Regions from separate parts of the Mus musculus genome. Here region 1 is linked to region 2. Evidence: chromatin contacts called from public Hi-C data. All regions are on one chromosome and are shown on one strand. Each heading gives the region's core, a stretch centred on a gene start, on an enhancer-like site or on the middle of the called end of the contact. The rest is flanking DNA. Distances are from core to core; before and after follow the strand shown. Region 1 has its middle 82 kb from the start of Gm5464. Region 2 has its middle 49 kb from the start of Gm41184.

Region 1 (6,504 bases), core at 313-2,812, 270 kb after region 2:
GTGAGTGTGCACATTTATTCACCTCTTCCCAGGAATAGTCACACAACAGCATAGCGCTGCAAACCTTTCGTCCCAGCACTCAAGAGGCAGAGACAAGTGGAGTTCTGCGAGTTCCCGGCCAGCCTGGTTTCCATAGTCTGTTCAGGTTAGCCCAGGCTACATAGTTGGACATAGCCTCAAAAAGAAAAAAAATTAAGTTATCTATTGGCTAGTTCAAAGTGTACTTAGTCATTTTGTACTTCCTATTGTTCCATTTTTGTCCACGGGGAGCTACTTCAGCTTCTTGGTCTTTTATGGGGAGAGTCTGGGTCTTACTTATATGAAGATGGTATGTCATCTGATGAGGCCAAAACATAACAGTTACTACTGGTGATATTCGGATGCTCACACGTGAATGTGGATGCTGATTAAATGGTAACTTATGCTGTTAAACTCGTATCTGTCATCTCCAAAACCTCCCCTCTATCCTGGGCTCTACAATGTAAGAACTCGACTCCTGCAAATGCTATTTCTCCTGTCAGTGGACTTGTTGCTAGCTTCTGCCAGTAGGAGGCAGTAGAGGGAGATCAGCTGGATGGAGAAGGATTCTGCCCCTCCTTCCTGCCAGCCCTGTGTAGCAATGACACTTCACCATAGTGGCCACATTTACTTCAGCTTCTAGACTCTTCCCAAACTTCCAGCGCTACGCTACGCTACGCTACGTTACGTTACACAACGCTACATTTCATGCTGTCTCACGAGTGGTTCGGATGATGTCAGTCTCTGCTGCACAGAGAGCCTCCTTCAAGCTTCCAGTCTCTCACATCCATGGTCTTTTACTTTTACAGTTTCATGTGCAGCCTGTTCTTTACATGAAATCGTCGTCCACACACATCGTCTGTGCTTTCTTGCATGCATCCTCACAGATACAGAAGTAAAACTTATAACCGTACAACTAAGAAATGAGAAGCCGTCTGCAAAATGAAAGCAGCTGCTTTGGTGGGACATGCTCACGGGGGCTTTCTTATCTGTCTTCCAGTACTTCTAAAGTTCTGCTGTGACAGCATTTCATAAGCCTCTGTCCTTTACAGAGGACGGCATGTACCCAGGGCAAACTACCTCCCACATGCAATGATAGGTAAGGAGACCAATTTATGTAACTTGTTGGTAATTGCCAGGTGGGCGGAGACAGAGTGTGAATTGCTGGAAGAGAGAGTAAACAGAATCCTGAGAGAGATGGTATCTAGGGAGAAATGTTTTCTGGAAACAGAAAAGGCCATTGAAGGGTTCAAAGACAGCAGACACACTTCACCACACTGGAAGCTCCCACATATAGAAAGCAAGGTGATGACTCAGTCGGTCGAGTGCTTACCACACAAACATGAAAACCTGGGTCTGGATTCCCAAAACCTGTGCAAAGGGTGAGTACTGACCCCTGACCTGTAAGCCCTATGCTAGAGGGGAGGAGACAGGGGTGGACCCCCAGCGGTCTCTGGCTAGCCAGCCTAACCTAATCTGTGAAGTACAGGCTCCCAGCGATAAGGTGGAGAGCCATTAAAGAGGATACACAGCATAAACCTCTGGCCTGTGTGCAATGTGTATCCGATTGCCTGCTCTTGTTTGCGCTCTCTCTCTCTCTCTCTCTCTCTCTCTCTCTCTCACACACACACACACACACACACACACACACACACGGAGAGAGAGGGAGTAGGTTATGACCATTTATTTCTTACCATTTGTAACGAAGTAGGGTACACAAGGAAACTTGGGTGTACATAGGACAAGAGCAAGCTGGGCTCCCAGAAGCTTTCTCCAAGACAGAAATGCTCCTCTAACTCATTCTCTGAAGCTTCAATGCAGGCATCAGCGCCCTCTGCTGGCCAGGATGCAGAGCACGCCACAGACCGCCCAAATAGCTTTAAGCTGACACCCTTAAGTGTCTTTTGAAGACCCAACTCCCAGCCCCTCTGACTGTGACTGCTTTACGCTAAAATGAGATCTTTGAGATGGGCCCTAATTTAATATGTCTAGTGTCCTTTGACGATGAAGCAAACAGGCATAGACAGAAGGAAGACATAGGGAGACACGCCTTGCACAGTTAGGGAGACACAAAAGAATCCCACCCAGCCAGGGCCTCCGTTTCGGACCGGACTCCCCAGAGATATGATAAAATAATTTCCTGTGGATTTTCATTGCATTTTTATTTATGTATGTAGGAAGGGGTGTGTGCCACCGCGTATGTGGAGGTCAAGGAACAAGTTTCTGTAGCTGGTCCTCTCATTCCACCATGTGGATCCCAGGCTGACCGGCACACCCACAGTGATGCACACCCACAGTGATGCACACCCACAGTGACGCCGTACCTTACCTGATCAAGGAAGAAACTAACATCTGAACCAGCAGTTCTCAATCTGTGGGTCACAACCCTTTTGGCGAACCTCTGTCTCCGAAACTATTTACATTATGATTTATAACAGTAGCAAAATTACAGTTATGAAGTAGCAGTGAAGATACTTTTATGGTTGGGGGGAGGGGTCCCTACAACATGAGGAGCTGTATTAAAGGGTCGCAGCTTTAGGAAGGTCAGGAACCACTGATCTAAAGCAACGCAGTTAGTTCTGCTTGGCCTACCCCATGCACCCCTGAATCTGGCCTAGTGTGAGCCTTTGGAACGCACCACTTAGTCTTTTATTTTGAGGTGCCCTCCCAACTATCTCCTTCACTCTGCGTTCATATTTCTATCTGATGTCATTCTCTCCCCAGCTAAGGGATTTGCTTTGACAGTTCTGCAGGCTGAGAGTGCTATCAATACACTCTCTCAGCATTTCATGCCTGAAGAATTCTGTATGTATATATATTCATTTTTAATTTTCCAAAACATCTGTACTTGGAAAATTAAAAATAATAATTAATAATAGTAAATTCTTACCTAGAGTTTTTTCCTTTGGGCTTCCCTCCACTGTCCTCTTGTGCCAAAATTCTTACATTTGTTTTTTGCTCACGTGTCTTCTTCTGGCGGCTTTATAAATAATAATGAATAGACTTTGTCTTCAAGTGAGCAAGGCATGTAGAGGTTATGTTCTACCTCCTTCTCTGTTTCCTATCATTCACATCTTGCAGGTGTGGTGTGTCTGTTGCAGTGGATGAATTAGTATTTATGCATTATTGTCACTAAGGCCCGTGTAAGGCACACTTCATTCCAAGCTGTATAGTCCTGAGGTTTGTCCAAACATTGGATGTCATTTATCCCCCATGACAGAATCATTTTACCACCTGTACTGTGGCTGGGTTTGTGTCAACTTGGCACAGGCTGGAATCATCACGCAGGAAAAAGCCTCAGTGAAGGAAATGCCTCCATGAGATCCAGCTGTAGGGCATTTTCTCAACCAGTGGTGCCATCCCTGGGCTGTGGTCCTGGGTTCTATAAGGAAGCAGGCTGAGCAAGCCAAGGGAGCAAGCTGTAAGCAGTGCCTACCTCTCCGTGGCTTCTGCATCAGCTCCTGCCTCCAGGGTCCTGCCCTGCTTGAGTTCCTTCAGCAATGAAGAGGGATATGGAAATGTAAGCCAAATAGACCCCTTTCTTTCCAACTTGCTTTTTGGTCATGGTGTTTTCATTAAAGCAACAGAAACCCAAGTCACCTCCTTAGAGTCCCTTTATCCCGCTTCTCCTTCCCTCCCCCATCCCCCTTGAGTCACCCACCACTGCCCCTTCCGATGGCTTTGTGGATGTGGTTCCCCAGGCTGCTCTCCACTCACTGCAGGAGAACTGCACGGTCTAAGAGTTTCCATTTTAACCATTTCTAAGCATATGGTTCAGTGGCATTGTGTGCATTCATGAATCCAACCAAATCCACTCTCCATCCCCCAAACAGAAGCTGAGCTGAGGGGCACATGACAACCCCAAGCCAGGGAGCTAATGACATCCATGTTTTCTTATAATTGTCGGGGGGGGCTTTATTATCTTAAGGAGACCTCATCAATATGCCCAAGTTTTAACTCTTTTTTTTTCACTCTTCGTATATGATATAAATCAAATGCTCCTTTAATTGGACATATTTATAACCAGTAACAGGTCCAGGTTCTGACAGTTTTATGGGTGAGTCCATTTAGACTTTCAAATAGACAATTCTTCTGCTCTGTAACTAAACCACTCTGCAGCACAGAGCATATGGACACAAGCCCCAAATGATTTAACAGGCTGCTGTATAGACACAAAACTAACGTTATACATCAGAAGATACTTAGAGCTAGCCCAGGTGTAAACTGCTCAAAATGAAAATCGAAACAAGGTATCAACTTTGTCTTGCAAATAACATTGACTGCAGTGATCTAGTTTGCCTTTCAGTTACTGTAACTAACACTGACCAAAACCAACATGGGAGAGGAAAACACGTATTTGGCTTATAGGTTACACGCATTACATCATCCAGGAAAGCCAAGGAAGGGACATAAACAGAGACTATGGAGGAACACTGCTCACTGGCTTGCTGTTCATGGCTTGCTCTGTTTGCTTTTCCTTTCTTTCCTTATTTATTTATCCACTTAACATCCCAATCACATCCTCGCATCCTCACATCCTCCCTCACATCCTCCCTGCCCAACCTCACACAGTCCCTCTCCCATCCCTCATCCCTTTCTTCCCTGGGTATCACCCCATCCTGGCACATCAAGTCTCTGTAGAACTAGGCACATCTTCTCCCACTGAGGCCAGACAAGGTGTCTCAGTTACGTGACCAAGATCCACAGGCAGGCAACAGATTCAGGGACAGCCCCCTCCCCACTCCAGTTATTAGAGACCCTCAGTTTGCTTTTCTTCTTCAATCCAGGGCCACATTCCCAGGGGTGGCACTGCCCACACGAGCTGAATCCTCCCACGTCAATCATTAATTTAAAATATGTACCCCCAACTTGCTTATAGGCCAAGCTGATAGAGCCAACTCCTCAACTGGGGGTCCCTCTTCCCAGGTTACTACATTTGTGTCAAATTCACACAACCAAACAGCACATACAGTTAGAATTTGTCTCTTTTGTGGGTAAAAATGCTAGATGGTTGGTCCAGTAAAACTTGTTGAAATTAAGTGTCTCTTCTAAAAAAAAACTAACATTTTTATATTTACTAAAATCTTTACATTTATTTTTTACATTTACTTGGTGGCGGACTGCATGACACAGCAAGTATGAAAGTAAGATGACAACTTGTATGAGTTGTTTCTCTCCTTCCACCATATTGATTGTGGGGATCAAACTCAGGCTTGGCAACAAATGACCTTACTCACTGGGACATCTCACTAGTCCAAATTATATTGTCTTCAAATGACAAAGAATGTCTTTGTGAACCCAAGAGCCAATGTTATATCTACTTTGTATTTCTGAAAACATATTCCAAATAGTTTCTTTCTGATTTTTATTAGTAAGATTTTATTAGTAAGGACCATATAAGGTTCAAACTCTTAAAATTTGAATAAATGTGAGATATGATTCATCAAGCAAATGAAATACTGTATGCTCGATCACACATTGTAACACCCCCGTGTTCCCTGCCCATCTGACATATGGGACGATGCTTCCATAAGGTGGCCCGCCAGGAAGCACTTTATTGAAAACTACTTTAGAGAGTGTTGCAGTGATTGACTCCTAACAACGGGAAGAGAAGGGAAATTGCTGCCGGCTCCTTTATGACATTGTCCTAACAGTCCAGACTAAATAGCCCTTACCTAACACCGAGCAAGAGTGGACCTTAGGAGGGTGTGAATTGCTGACAGCTTGACCTGGTATCACTCATACAACATCCCATCCTGCAACACAGACATCTCTTCTCCAGAGTGCTGGGAACACAGTCCAAGATGGACCATCTTTAGGGCCAGAAAACAATGGAGGTTAAGCCATAGAAAGCATGTTATCTAGCCATACAGAAATCAGACTGGAAAGCTCTGTGAACCTTCCCCTCATTGGGAACTAAGAAGCATACGTACTGTAGCCCTGGCATGAAGACGAGTTTCATTTGTAAACCTAAGTTTTATTTGTAAAAATTCTAGTTTTTTGAAAGTTGATACTTCCTCCCCCCACCCCCCGAGACAGGGTTTCCCTGTGTAGTCCTGGCTGTCTTGGAACTCACTTTGTAGACCAGGCTGGCCTCAAACTCGGAAATCTACCTGCCTCTGCCTCCCAAGTGCTGGGATTAAAGGTGTGCGCCACCACCGCCCAGCAAGTTGATACTTCCTAAAAGGCCTTCGAACAAACTGAACTCCAGGTCTGACCAGCTGCAGTGGTAAAGTAACCACAGGTAAAAGAAGAAATCACACCAAGTCTGCACACGCTCTTTCAAAAAAATGGAAAGGAAAATCTGATAACAAGATATCCTATGAACTCAATACTACATTGACACAATCCAAAGACATCACTACTGAACTCTGCGATCTTCATAAATAGATGCAAAAAGTTTAGTGGATTGAACCAAATAATGTAAGAGAAGGCTACTATACCGTGACCAAGATTGGTTTATCCAGCAATGCAAAGTTGGTTTAG
Region 2 (6,219 bases), core at 55-2,554:
CAGGTTGGAAGGAGAAAACTCAGTTTAGGAAGCTATTCTCTGAGTCCACATGTGGACAGAAGCATAGAGGCATGAGCACGCACACACACACACACACACACACACACACACACACACACACACACACGCGCGCGCGCATAAAATCAATCAATGCAATTGCATTTATAACCCATTATGAACTCATTGATAGACTGAGGCATGCATAAAGCTATGAGAATAATGTCTCCTACATAATGTATGTTAAATCAAAGGTAGCAAATCTGCAAATGACAAACAATTTACATCTTTATATTAGTTTTGGTTTTGCTTTCATATTTTCTGTGTTCTGGGCATCTAACTCAGAACTCTACCTCTGAGGTATACCATCCAGCCTTGAATTTTTCATCATCAGTAAAATAATCCCACACATAGGTAGATTACATAATATAATGTATCCTTTCTACCAATACTTCACCTCTGTGAGTTACACATCTGTAAGCTATAGATGAAAATAATTGCCACACACTGAGTGCAAAGATTATTCTCTACTATTAACATTCTTTGTTAGAGCACACAAATTAATGCCCAATGACAGGAAACTACTAAGTAGATCAAAGTATCCCATTAAAAATTAATTTTAACAGAATATTTAATAATGCAAAGCAATCACTGTGTCATTCTAAATTAAAACAAAAATTACAAATAATAACAATACAAAACAATTTCATGTCTTTAGATAGCATATTTTTATGTGATTTATTGAGGGGCTGGAGAGGTGCCTCTGCAGTTAAGAACCCTTGCTGCTCTTGCCAAAGATCCTAGCACCCACATGGCAGGTCACAAACATCTGTAACTCCAATTTCAGGGGCTCTGATGCCATCTTCTGACCTCTGTGGGTACTTGGCTCACATGGTGAACATACATGCAAACAAAATGCACATACACATAAAATGAAAACAATGCCCTATTGCCAGGAAAGGACAAGGTGTTGTCTATAAACAACTATGATACTCTAGTGTGCAAGATACATGCGCTTCCTGATGGACTGCCTGAAACCTGACACTTCAGAAGCTGCAGGGGTTCTAGAAGTGACTTCTATTCTAATTTGTGATCCCCTTGGGGACCCTTAGACAAGGAATCATCACAAAAAGGATCGTGTGATTAGAAGCTTGGAAACTCAGATCCACTTTGGGAAGAAGCCCCTGGGATAATCTCTGAAGAACAGGGTGTGTGGGACTTCTAGGTGGCTAACACACCCACACAATAGGAGGACTGTGTACCCCAAACCCATGGTATAGGAACTCCTACTCTTGGTCCTTCTGGATCTCACTCCCTGGACTTTTCATCGAGTCCTTTATCTGCATTCTCTATAACAAGTCCTGTTAATCCAGTAGACTGATAAAACTGTTCGGAAAGCGCTTCCCTGTGTTTTGTGAGCTTCCCTAGCAAATGAATTGAATTTGGCGGGGAGGGGTGAATGTTATAGCTGCCTTCAGTATCCTGCCATGTCAGACCCATTGCCACTAACTTACAGCTTGAAGCTGACATCTGAGTTTGGAGATAGTCTTGTGTGGTTGAGCCATTAATTGTGGGGCCCGACTCCCTATCTACAGGGAGCATCACCCTGTGAGGGGCACCACCAAACTCTCATCACAAAAACGGCCTGTGATGAGTGTTGAGAACTGAGAAGAAAAATATCAGTTCCCTGATCTCACACATCGACTGTGCTCATTTCCCAGTCTGAACTTTTTGAACTTTATTTTCTCGTTGCTCCAAATGTCACTTAATACATTGGATGGAAAAATCAATATAAACATCAAATGTTAAACATGGGTATTTCTTTGTGTGTTTGGAAAATGGATTGTTTTTCATTAAGGTGCTTTTTCTCCCCCACCCCCATGACTTACGTATTGCTTTTGAAACAATCACAAAATAAAAGTAATTTTATGGGAAACTATTAAAAGCACAAAGGATTTTGTAAAGCAAAGCCCCAAACGCCCAAAGGCAAGAAAGCAGCCTCAGGGACATTGTAGTTGTCATTGTGAGATGAATTCTTGGTAACCTTTATTATCTTTGTGTTCCCGTCTATTTTCAAAATATTTCATCTTCTCATCCCATTTTGATATCTCCCCCACCACCTGCTCCTCTTCCGACTGCGGCATGATGAGGTTGATCTTTTTGGCTAACAGATTCTATTTGCCTTCTTCTCCATCTGTAATAGCATCCATGATGACTGTAGGCCGCTTTTCTTGATAATCCAAACGTCAGGATCCATAGAGATGCATCTATGAGTAAAAGCACGAGCTGCACAGGCATAGAAACTAGAATACAGATCCCTAGCACCCAAGCATAAAGCTGGGCATGGTTGTGTGTGCTGTGAAGGACTGAGATGGGAGAATCTGGGTCCTGTTCGGTGCTAGCATAGTTCCAAGTTCAGGGAGAGACCACATCTCAAGGAAATAAGGTACACATGTGCACATGACACATGCATGCATGTGCATGCGTTCACACATACACAAATGCAAATAAAATAAAATGAAATAAAATAAAATAAGATAAACAATCCTGAACTTAGACTTGCCAATGATGACATTGACTGAAACACAATGTGGCCATGGAACTAAATGAATATTTAAATATAACCCTTGGCGTGGGGGGGGGGGGGAAGAATGACCTCAGAGATGTCCTCCAGGACACGCATCCCTGATATTAGAATCTGTGAGTATTGTTTTATTCCAATAGAAAAGTGATTCTTCTTTTCTTCAATTCTCATCACCTGACAATGTAACTGGAATTCGGAGGCTTCCACACACTGTGTGGTTGTCAGGAGCAAGCATGAGTATTAACTTGACATGCATCTCATCAGACAGGATTTCTTCTGTAAGATGACCTGCTCTGTAAGATGACCTGCTTAGAAGATTACCTTCTCTAGAATATGACATGCTCTGTAAGATGACCTGCTCTAGAATATGACATGCTCTGTAAGATGACCTGCTCTAGAATATGACATGCTCTGTAAGATGACCTGCTCTAGAATATGACATGCTCTGTAAGATGACCTGCTCTAGAATATGACATGCTCTGTAAGATGACCTGCTCTAGAATATGACATGCTCTGTAAGATGACCTGCTCTGTAAGATGACCTGCTCTAGAAGATGACCTGCTCTAGGAGATGACCTGCTCTAGGAGATGGCCTGCTCTAGAAGATGGCCTGCTCTAGGAGATGACCTGCTCTAGGAGATGGCCTGCTCTCACTTATTATTGCAGGGGATTAGATTTTAACTTGACTTTCTTAAAGCAAGTCTAATGTAGGCCGTCCCTCCATTGAGATTTTCCTCTCAGATGGCACTAGGCTGTCAGTGTCAAGTTGACAGTTGACGCTTATTAGGGGACACACACACACACACACACACCACCCCTCTGAGTATTATTCAGCCATTAAGAATAACAATATTATGAAAATTGAGGGAAAATGAGAGAATCTGGTAATCTCTGCTGAGTGAAGAAGTCAGAGTCAGACAAATATATCATATTTTTATTTTATGGACATCTAGAAATAAAACATTTTAAAGACATGAATGTAGGAAGGATCTTATTAGGAGATAAAGAGACAGGAAGAGGAGAGGGGGAAATTCTCCGGAAGAACGGGTGATAAATAAGATTAAAGTAGATTGTGCACAGATATGGAAATGTCATTGTAAAACCTCGTGTGCTGCATGATTCCCATCTGCCAACAAAAAGCAAAGAGTAAATGTGTGAAGGCAGAATGTACACATGTATAGATACAACAGTTCTGTTCTCAACAAATGGGCCAAAGGTCTGGGTTAAAGGGTTTTCCTTGCTTGACCTGTTAAGATTGCTTCACAGGGGCTGACCTTTGCCCCAGTGACTGTGACAGCCAACTGTGTCAACGTAAGGTGCTATTTGACACAATTCAGCTGTCTAATGTAGTATTCAAAGGGATGAAACACCAGAGCATAGGTTTGGGGTGGCGGTTAGCCGTTGTCTCCTCTGTGGCCATTAAAGGTAATAGATAGAGAGAGGACACACTGGGGTGAACGCCTCTTGCCCTGTGCAGAGATTATGGCATACTCTTAGCTCCCACAGCTTCTATTTTCATTGGATTGTAAAATGAGCTCGAGTAGCCTACCGACTACACTGTAAGTGCCCAACAATTGCTTCAAATTGAGGTGATGCTCATACATCCCACAGGCTTTGCAAACACTGTCACAAAGAGCAGGGAATCTGCAGTCAGGATGCCACCAGCTGTCCCTGGATGCTGCTTTTCTTTGTTAGAATTGTGCCAAATGTTCTTTCATATAAGGGGTGTGGTCTGGAGACAGTTATCAAAGCTAAATGACACCAGCAAAGGAAAATGTCTCCCTTGGAACAAAGACTGGCCTAGGGACCACTAGAATTCCATAGTCACTATTAATCAGTTCAAACCAAGACAGGTTATTTGTTATGTGTTGCGTGTCAAGAATAAAAAAGAAATCCAAGACCTAGAAAATGGGCAGCAGGCTTGCCAGTGTTCTTTAAACTGTCATTAACTGCATCGCACAGTCTGCAACCTTTTTGATTCTCCTGGAAACAAGGGTGACAATCACTGGAAATTTCCAACTGTATTGGGCACAAAAGGATCTGGAAGTTCCATAGGAAGCTGATTGCTACATAAGACCTCTTCCTCTGTGTTTCTAGTGGCTTTACAGAACCTGCCGCTGCTGTTCAAGACAGGAGCCCTCGGAGCCGTTTGATTCCATTGTGAATTCATAGCCTGTTACTCCAGCAAGCAGTAAGCAGCAAGCAGCAAGCTAGAGCTTAGGAAGGCAAATGGGCACACACAAACATCCTGGCTCCCTTCTGAGCTGAAGAGCTGGACAGAATGGCCAGTTGAGCTGGCTGGGTTCAGCTCTCAGCAGCACAGGGACTTGGCCTCCATCCTTCCCACTGCGGTGCATTTATGCGACTGGAAAACAGATCAAGTGGTGTCTGCAATGTGCAAGCAAAGAGAGTGAAGCAATCTATTTCCTGAGGGGGTGGTAGTTCCTCAGCCCTGAAGACACTCCTAGGAGCAAGGAAAAAAACCTAAAGCATGCCCTGTGGCTGGTAGGGTCTGCAGGTCTCCTCCCCTTATATTCATATTCTCCTTATGTTCATGCAAAGAAATGTAATGTGACCTCAGAAGAGGCATACAGATCAGGAGCCAAAGGAAAATGGAGGCGGGGGGGGGTGTCCCAGACCTACACTCAGGGCCAAGTGGGTGTCTCAGTTATGTAATTCACTCTGGGAACAATTCTCATAGCTTGTTTGGTTCTTCAGCAAGGTCACACTCTGTTGGCATATAAGCACCTAAGAGTATTCTCTGCTTTCATAAATATATGTATATATATATATATATATATATATATATATATATACACAACACACACACACACATATGTATATGTATGTGTATACATACATACATACAGTCTCCACTATGCTGAGAACTCATGGCCCTCCCAGTGTCTCCTAATTTCCTATCTTTGCTTTTCGGTTTTATGGAGATAATGTGTTATGGGGCTGGAGAGATGGCTCAGCAGTTCTGAACACTGGCTTCTCTTTTAGAGGAATGAGTTTACTTCCCAACACCTTCTTTGGGTTTCTGTAATTCCAGGCAATCTGACACCCTCTCTTGACCTCTGTAAGCACATGCACACACGCGTTCATGCACATATACATCCTTGTAACTAGCAATACATACATCTTTTTATTGGTCACTTTTCCAACACTGTAGCTAACAGCTATGGCAGAAAAGCAATGAAGAAGAAGGGTTTATTTCCACTCATTGTTTATGGGTTTAGTCCACTTGAACTCACTGCTTTCATTACTGGGAAAGTGAAATGGAACAAAGTTTGGCACCGCATGCCTGGAAACAAAAAGGAGGAGAGGCTGAGGTCCCACGTTCCTTCTGAGGACAGGTCCCCATGACAAGACCTTTCTCACTAGGCTCCATCTCTCCAAGACTTTGCCATCTTTCCAGCAGTGCCAGGCTGAAGACAAAACCCCAAACACAGAAGCCTTCGGGGAACATTGTAGATTCAAACTACACATGAACATAATAACCATTAAAATTGCTCTATTTATCTTTGATGCCAGGTTTCCTGTATACCATATTGGTTTCAAATTCCCTGCATGGCTATGGATGACTTTGAACTTTAGATCTTCATCCACTCTCTGAAGGCTGGATTACAGATGTG

Evidence for each region. A called contact is a pair of places that touch in the nucleus more often than the background predicts.
Region 1: a contact with region 2 is called in a Hi-C map of the G1E-ER4 cell line, with 4 times the contacts expected there. The contact joins two enhancer-like sites. A contact is called at or near these places in 2 of 39 promoter capture datasets (cranial neural crest and liver), 6 of 484 Hi-C or Micro-C datasets (the G1E-ER4 cell line, embryonic stem cells, ganglionic eminence and 1 more), 2 of 115 datasets of contacts at active chromatin or transcription factors (VIP interneurons and embryonic hindbrain) and 1 of 9 other capture datasets (embryonic stem cells).

What each region holds. Positions count from the first base shown.
Region 1 is chr14:66,783,254-66,789,757 of GRCm38.p6, forward strand. No RefSeq gene overlaps it. Among named protein-coding and RNA genes, the nearest start is that of Gm5464, 82 kb to the right of the region's middle. Within about 2 kb of position 1,563, at least 18 of the 459 cell types and tissues checked have an H3K27ac peak or open chromatin away from gene starts, as enhancers often do. A contact at or near this core is called in the G1E-ER4 cell line, where this site is marked.
Region 2 is chr14:66,518,192-66,524,410 of GRCm38.p6, forward strand. No RefSeq gene overlaps it. Among named protein-coding and RNA genes, the nearest start is that of Gm41184, 49 kb to the left of the region's middle. Within about 2 kb of position 1,305, at least 1 of the 459 cell types and tissues checked has an H3K27ac peak or open chromatin away from gene starts, as enhancers often do. A contact at or near this core is called in the G1E-ER4 cell line, where this site is marked.